Regions from separate parts of the Ovis aries genome. Here region 1 is linked to region 2. The links are chromatin contacts, called in public Hi-C maps. All regions are on one chromosome and are shown on one strand. Each heading gives the region's core, a stretch centred on a gene start, on an enhancer-like site or on the middle of the called end of the contact. The rest is flanking DNA. Distances are from core to core; before and after follow the strand shown.

Region 1 (3,374 bases), core at 252-2,751, 86 kb before region 2:
TCCCCGCCCCTCCAGTCTCCCTTCCCTCCCCGCTTTCTCCCCCCGCCCCGCCCCGCCTCCCTCCGTCCCGCGTCCTCGCAACCCTCCCCCCTCGGCAAGCTCGAGGGGTTCCCCCTCTTGGGCCTCCAGCGTCCTCGCGGGGTCTCCCAGCCCCAGCCACTGCGTCCCCGCGGGGTCCCCCCGCCCTTTGCCTGGGGCTCGAGGCGCCTGGCGGGTCGGCTCCCAGAACGGGCGCTGACCCACAGGTCGTGGCACCAGGAGTGGCCTGACCCCCTCCAGACCCCCAAGGGAGACACCCAGGGGAGACCCCCAGGGGAGGCCTGCGCCCAGTCGGGCCGACTCTACTGGGATGAACCGACAACCGCGGTGGTGACGTGGGCATGCCTCTGCCGGGCGCCTTCCTGTTGTTTAATGTCGCACCGAGGGCAGGGCAACCCCCCCCATTGGGTCAAGCGTGGCACCCCCCCTTTCCCCGAGTGCCGGGCGTGGAGTCCTTTGGGAGCACACCCCCCCCCACCCCGCGAGCCGCAGGCCTCCTGGTCCCCGCGGCAGACACGTCTTCTGCTTTGGGTTTATTTTAACCCACATAGGGTGTCGTGCAATAGATTTATAATTCTTATACACCAGACATTTTAACTGCCCCAACACTCCGTCCCTTCCAGCCAAGGCCAACACGAAAATACGGTCCCGTTTTGGCCGCCAAGCTGCACCGAGAAAGCAGGAGGGCTTGAAAGAGGAAAGAGTGAAGTGAAGCAGCGGGTTGGAGAGGCCTCCCCCGCGAGGCGAGCGGACCAGCCCCTGTCGGCTGGAAACCCCAGTCGCGCCGGTAAACCGCCCTGGCCCTCGGGGCCGGCCGGGGGCGACGGCTGGGAGCCCGGGGAGGGGCTCGCGGTTCTCCACGGCCCCCCCTCCCGCGCCGCCCCGCGCCAGCCAGCCGTGCAACAGGCAATCTGGGTCGCTCAGATATTTACAGGAGAAAAATGACAGTGACTCCACGTCCCGGGACTGCCGTGCAATCTGTTAGTAATTTAGCGGGATGGGAATTTCCTTTCTCGGGCCTGCCAGTGGAAGCGCTTTTCCAAATTTCCACAGCGGGGGAAGCCTGCGATTTTACATAATGACTTCAGCATGCAGGGCTCTCTCGGCACCCCCGTCGGCCCCCTCCCCGCCCCGCCCCGCCCCCCTCATTAAAGCTCAGTGCGGTTCTCTCAGGACACCCGCGTGGACCCAGGCGTCCGGGCCGGGCCGCGCGCCGGGTGCGCCCCAGCCTCTCCGCGTGCGCCCCTGTCCGCCCCCCTTGCGCCCCACGGGACGGGCGAGCGGCGGCCCGGCGCGGGGAGGGGCGGCCGCTCGGCGGCTGGTCCCCCGGGCCCAGCGCCGGCTCGGGCGGGCGGGGGCGTGATGTCACGGCAGGGAGGGGGCGCGGGAGCGGCCGGGCCGGCGGGGAGGCGGGGGAGGTATTTTCCAGCTTTAAAAAGGCAGGAGGCAGAGCGCGGCCCTGCGTCAGAGCGAGACTCAGAGACTCCGAACTCGCCGGCACAGTCACCGCGCCGGGGAGGGCGGCCGGGCGCGGGGACCGGGGCACGGGCGCACACCTCCGAGCCCCGGCCACCGCCACCCTGCTGGGCTCCCGGGGCCGCAGCCCGGCTCCGCCACGCGCGAACACACCCTCCCACCACATTTCTCTGGGGCGCGCGGGCTGAGCTGAGCCCGGGCCGGAGCGCGTCGGCCGGGGGAAAGGGGGCCTTTCGCGGGAGACCCGACCCCGGGCGGCAGCGCGAGGCGCCCACTTCTCCCGCTCCTCCTCCTGCTTGCCGCCGCCGCCGCCGCCGCCGCGTGGATGCCAAGTACCAGTTTTCCAGTCCCTTCCAAGTTTCCACTCGGCCCTCCGGTTGCAGTCGGCGGGAGCGGAGAAACTTTGGGGCCCTCGGCGCCCGCCGGCGGCACCATGAAGTCGGCAGAGGAAGGTAAGCGGGCGCAGCCGCAGTCCCCCACCGCGGCCCCCGAGGCGTGGGGGCGGCCCAGCACCCTGAGCCCCGCGCCGATCCCGCCTGCGCCCGCGGGGTCCCGGCCTGGGGAGGGGCGAGCAGGCCGCTCTGGTGTCCGCGCGCGGGGAGGGGCGTGGGCAGCCAGGCGCGCAGCGGGCGCGCTGCAAAGATTGGGAAGCGGTGTCCCCCTGGTGTTTCCCCAGAGCGGCCCTGATTTCGAACGCGCCTTCTTGCCAATAGGTGTCTCCTCTTCTCTAGCGCTGAGTTCGCGCACTTGGCCTTCGCTGGTGCAGCCGCTCGGCAGATCCCGCTGTAGAAACTCGGTTCATATGCAGGCGGCTTGGGGACCAGCGAGGTTAGGGCCGACAGAGCCACAAAAGAAGGACATTTTGGAGAGAAGCGAGGCTTCTTTAGGAAAGAGGGATGGCCCGGTTTCTTCCCCAGTGGGGCAGGGCCACCCTGTAGCCTCGAAGACCAGCCGTACAGTGAGGTGGGGATCTCTGCTCCCCTCTCCGAACTTAGCGGGGGCCGGATTCTCTCCAGGCACCGGGCCACGGGAACCGCTCCGTGAGGCGCCGCCACGCCGATGGCTCGCCCCGCAGAACTAAAAGCGATGAAAGGCGCGGTGGGGCGCAGCCCCTAATTCAAACCAGTTTGCAATCTTGTGGATTTGAGAGTTCCAACCGTAGATGTTTCAGGACAGTTTGGGAAGGGCCTGCCGAGTTTCAGGCTACTTTTTCAAAGTTACAAGGATGGCATAAGCTTCTGCCCTGAAGCCGGGGATGGCGAGGCCGCGACTGACAGTCTGCTGGCGACCCTCCTGCGTGCAGCTTCGGGTCCACAGCCCCTCACACTCAGCCCTTAGAAACAGCCACCACCACCCCGAACTCCCCCACCACCCTCATTAGCCGGGAGCTAAGGGATGACCAGGGCCAGGGCTCTGGTGGAAGCCGGAGACACCTTTCCAAACGCCTTATCAGCGCTGAAGTACTTTGTCTAAATTATTTTAAGAAAACTGCCAAGGCTGCCAATGTGTAATGAGTACTCATATTTTATAAGGGCAGACATCCTTCTGGGAAGTGCTAGAAACTAAATGCTACTGCCTGCTGTACGATTCTGATAAATATGAGGGCCCCGCTTGCATCACAGCTGCAATTTTCAAAGACTGCCTGCTCTGGAGAACTTCCTTATCGTCAGCAAACATGCGCTCAGGACCCTAAACTCAATGTAAGAACGTCACATGAGGGTCAGGGCCTCAATGTTTTATGTTATTTCTATGTGGTTTTAATCAAGGGAAGATATATATTAACATACACCTTATGTTTCTTACCATTTCATGCCAATTTAGAAAATGTTTAAATGTAAGCAGTAGATAATGCTTACAGG
Region 2 (3,615 bases), core at 572-3,071:
GCAGGGGTGTGGTGCTGTTTCTGAGGCCACGCCGGCGGGCCCCTCCTGGCATTGGACCCGCACCCACAGCGCCCCTTTGAAGGCACCAGGGTCAGCTGCCCGCAGTGTGGGACCCAGGGCTGACTGCCCACGTGCAGCTCCTCCAGGTCAGAGGAAATGGTCACCACAGAGACCCTGCGGATTCCTTGGTCGCCTGCAACGTCTTTCTGTTAAAAAAAAAGTTTCTAAAGCACAGAAAAGCAATACAGGAAAAACGAAAGATAAAGTCTTTCTGGCTCAAACAGTGCACTGTGTGTGTATGTGTGGTGGTGGGTGGGTGTGGATTTTTTGTTTTGAAAACATGCCGCGGAAAAGGAGACAAGAGACTGTGGCCTCAGCCTCTCTGGCCTCTGTGTTCTGAGCACCTCGCGGGTGAGGACGGTGAGGGTCGGGGCAGAGAGGGCCTGGCGGGGGCCGACCCTGCAGGGGGGCGGCGAGCAGCAATCCGCTGGTCTGGCTGCCAAGGTCCCTGCCCCTGTGTGCATCTCCCCGGCCTTTCCTACTTTCATAGTCAGTACTGAGAAAGAGCAGGTCGCATGGCCCGTGGAGCCCGAGGGAGCAGTCTCAAAGCTTCCAGACCCGTAGTGTGTGCAGGTGGCGAGGGGCGGCCCCAGGCTGAGGTCACCAGGTCAGGGTCTCAGCTTCTCGCCTTCTCTCAAGGGCCGGAATGGCTGGGCCTCCCCACCTTTACCTGAGTAGGATTGCTGCAGGGTCAAGAGTAATACGCATGCAAGGGCTTAGCAGCTAACCGTAGGAGTTGGGTAAATAGTTTGTTCACTCCTTATGATCTGTCTTGAGATCTGTAGTTGCATTCAGAAACCAAGAATCCAGAAACGTGGGAACATTTACTTAAAGGTCAGACGTTGAAAGGAGAGAAATATACAGAAACTACTCAGACTCACGATTCCTTTTGGGTTTGCTCTGTTCTCAAGATAGTCACCCAGAGCCCACGGGGGAAACCACAGGGATGAGCCACGGTGTTTCAGCACAACAGGAGGCCCTGATGCCAGCTACTCTCAAAGCAGTGTCAAAAGAAAGCCAAATAGTTTACTTTAAAAGGACTTTTCACCTTATTAGTGAATTTGCACACTCACTTAGGAATAGCAGAGACATCTTTCTATGGTTTCAGGAAGGATATAGTTAACATTTACCAATGTCAGTCAAGTACAGGTGAAAACTACGCCTGTGCTTTGTACATGTTAGTTTTGGTATTTTAAAGAAAATGCTTACTTCCTTTTCACTCAATCCCATATTTTACAGAGAGGTGGATTTGTGTGTGGGCATCAGATATACACATCCTGCGTCTATATCCCAGATTAAAACAACAATTCAAACGGCCACGTTAAGTTTTAGAAAAAAAACAATTGTTTCCACCTCAGGAGCATTTTAGAGAAAAATTAAATATAAGGGAAAAAACCCTTCTTATTAAATTGTGGTATAACAGCTCACCACATCCTGTTGCAGGGACAATCTGACGTGAAGCACAGCAAAGGTTCCTCTTTCAGTCCCCTCACAATCCGGGAGGGTCACATGTTACCTGCAGTTCAAAATACTTCTGTAAAGAAGAAAAAAACCTCTGTGTCGGTGGAAAAGCTGAATAAGAAGATGGAAATTATCAGTAGAGAGAAGACATTGTGGGAAACCGTAGGTGTCTTCGGCACAACCATATCAAAGAGAGAAAGCCACCCCCAAAATAACCCACACAGAGCCCCAGGGCCTGGCCTGATGCGGGCTCGGACCCATGACCTCACGGAGGGAAGATAGGAAGTCGTGGCTGGGAGGACCGGGGCCGGGACCCTATGCCCCGCTTCCCGCCCTCCGTCAGGGCCTCTCTACCTCAGCCCTACCCTGACCTGGTCTGTCTGTATCCATCTGTGAAATGGGGCCATCGTGGCTTCCCTGCAGGGCTCCTACCCAGACTGTGTCTGTGGAAGGGAGTGAGGTCTGAGCGCCCACCCTCAGCCCCGGGGACCCTTGTGGGAAGCGTCATCCACCGTGGATTGCTAGTCTTCCACCTTTACTTTGGGCAGCTTCCTGGCTCAGGCCGCAGTGCTCAGGGAAGGTGCAGGAGGGTGTGTGGGGGTGGGCGGTGGTTCTTGAGTCTGTTCCTAAGAGGAGTGACCCACTGTGACCCCAGCCTGCCCTTGCCAGTCATGGGCAGCGCCGGGTCCAGCCAGTGACTTGACAGGAAGCTCATCAGAGGCCCCAGCCGATGGCAATGGGCAGGAGCTCTGCTCCCACCCTGGCCCCTGAGCCTCTCCTGGGGGCTCTCCATGGGACCATTCCTCGCTCATAGCAGAGCCCTGCACTGGCGTCCTCTCTGGGCCCAGAATGTCTGGGCTATGCCTCTTCACTACACCCCCACCCCCACCACGGGTGCCCCCTTAAAGGTTCAGGTGCCCCAGTAGGCAAAAGGGGAAGCCCACCGCTTAGGTTTCTTCCCCTTTTATCTTGTCAAACAGATGTTATTTTTCCTGTGGTCTCTCTAACCCTGAGTAAAGATTCTCAGCTACTCCGCTGGCTGCCTTACTAACCCTCAGAGCTCCCTCCCAACCCCTTCACTTTTACCCTCAGATGGGGAAAAAATGGAAACAGTGACAGGTTTTCTTGGGCTCCAGAATCACTGTGGACAGTGACTGAAGTCATGAAAGTAATAGATGCTTACTCCTTGGAAGAAAAGCTTTGATAAACCTTGACAGCATTAGAAAGCAGAGACATCACTTTTCAGACAAAAGTCCATATAATCAAAGCTATGGTTTTTCCAATAATCAGGTACTAATGTGAGAACTGGATCATAAAGACAGCTGAGTACCAAAGAATTGATGCTTTTGAATTGTGGTGTTAGAGAAGACTCTTAAGAGTCTTTGGACAGCGAGGAAATCAAACCAGGCAATCCTAAAAGAAATCAACCCTGAATATTCATTGGAAGGACTAATGCTGAAGCTGAAACTCCAATACTTTGGCCACCTGATGCAAAGAGCCAACTCATTGGAGAAAACCTTGATGCTGGGAAAGATTGAAGGCAGGAGGAGAAGGGGACGCGGAGGATGAGAGGGTTGGATGGCATCAGCGACTGGATGGACAGGAGTTTGAGCAAGCTCTAGGAGTTGGTGAAGGACAGGGAAGCCTGGCCTGCTGCAGTCCATGGGCTGCAAAGAGTCGGACACGACTTAGCGACTGAACAACAACGATATTACCTCTCAGCTCTCCCTCCCAGTTCCAGTCAGTATTTTTCAGCGATCTATTCCTGATCTTACTAGACTGCTCTGAGATTTCCATTTTCCTAAAACTGGGAAGGCAGAGCCGGACTGTGGGTAGTGTGACTGACCTCCACCCCCACCCCTCTTTAGGTGGGGTCGAGCACTGTTCCCACTGTGAAATCTTTGCCTTGAGGCGTGACAGCTGATTTCTGTTCTGGGATGGAGCTGGGCCCACTGCCTCCGTTACCCTTTTCAGTAGTAGCTGTCACCCAGTGGGAGAGACTCTGACCTGCGTGGCCCCAAACCTGCTTCTTTTCTCAGAAAAGTTTAGGCAGCCCCACCAGGCCCCTGGCCTTGGGTTGCTTTAGGACAAAAT

What was found. A called contact is a pair of places that touch in the nucleus more often than the background predicts.
Region 1: a Hi-C map of blood shows a contact between it and region 2, with 5 times the contacts expected there. The contact joins the promoter of NFATC1 here to the enhancer-like site in region 2. A contact is called at or near these places in 9 of 16 Hi-C or Micro-C datasets (blood, hypothalamus, liver and 3 more).

The regions. Positions count from the first base shown.
Region 1 is chr23:1,033,242-1,036,615 of ARS-UI_Ramb_v3.0, reverse strand. NFATC1 (nuclear factor of activated T cells 1) reads left to right here and starts at 1,501. Exons shown (of 10, transcript XM_042239521.1): 1 at 1,501-1,967. The coding sequence starts at 1,841.
Region 2 is chr23:947,372-950,986 of ARS-UI_Ramb_v3.0, reverse strand. The region is part of intron 9 of NFATC1 (nuclear factor of activated T cells 1); the gene reads left to right. Among named protein-coding and RNA genes, the nearest start is that of CTDP1, 65 kb to the right of the region's middle. Within about 2 kb of position 1,821, at least 6 of the 54 cell types and tissues checked have an H3K27ac peak or open chromatin away from gene starts, as enhancers often do.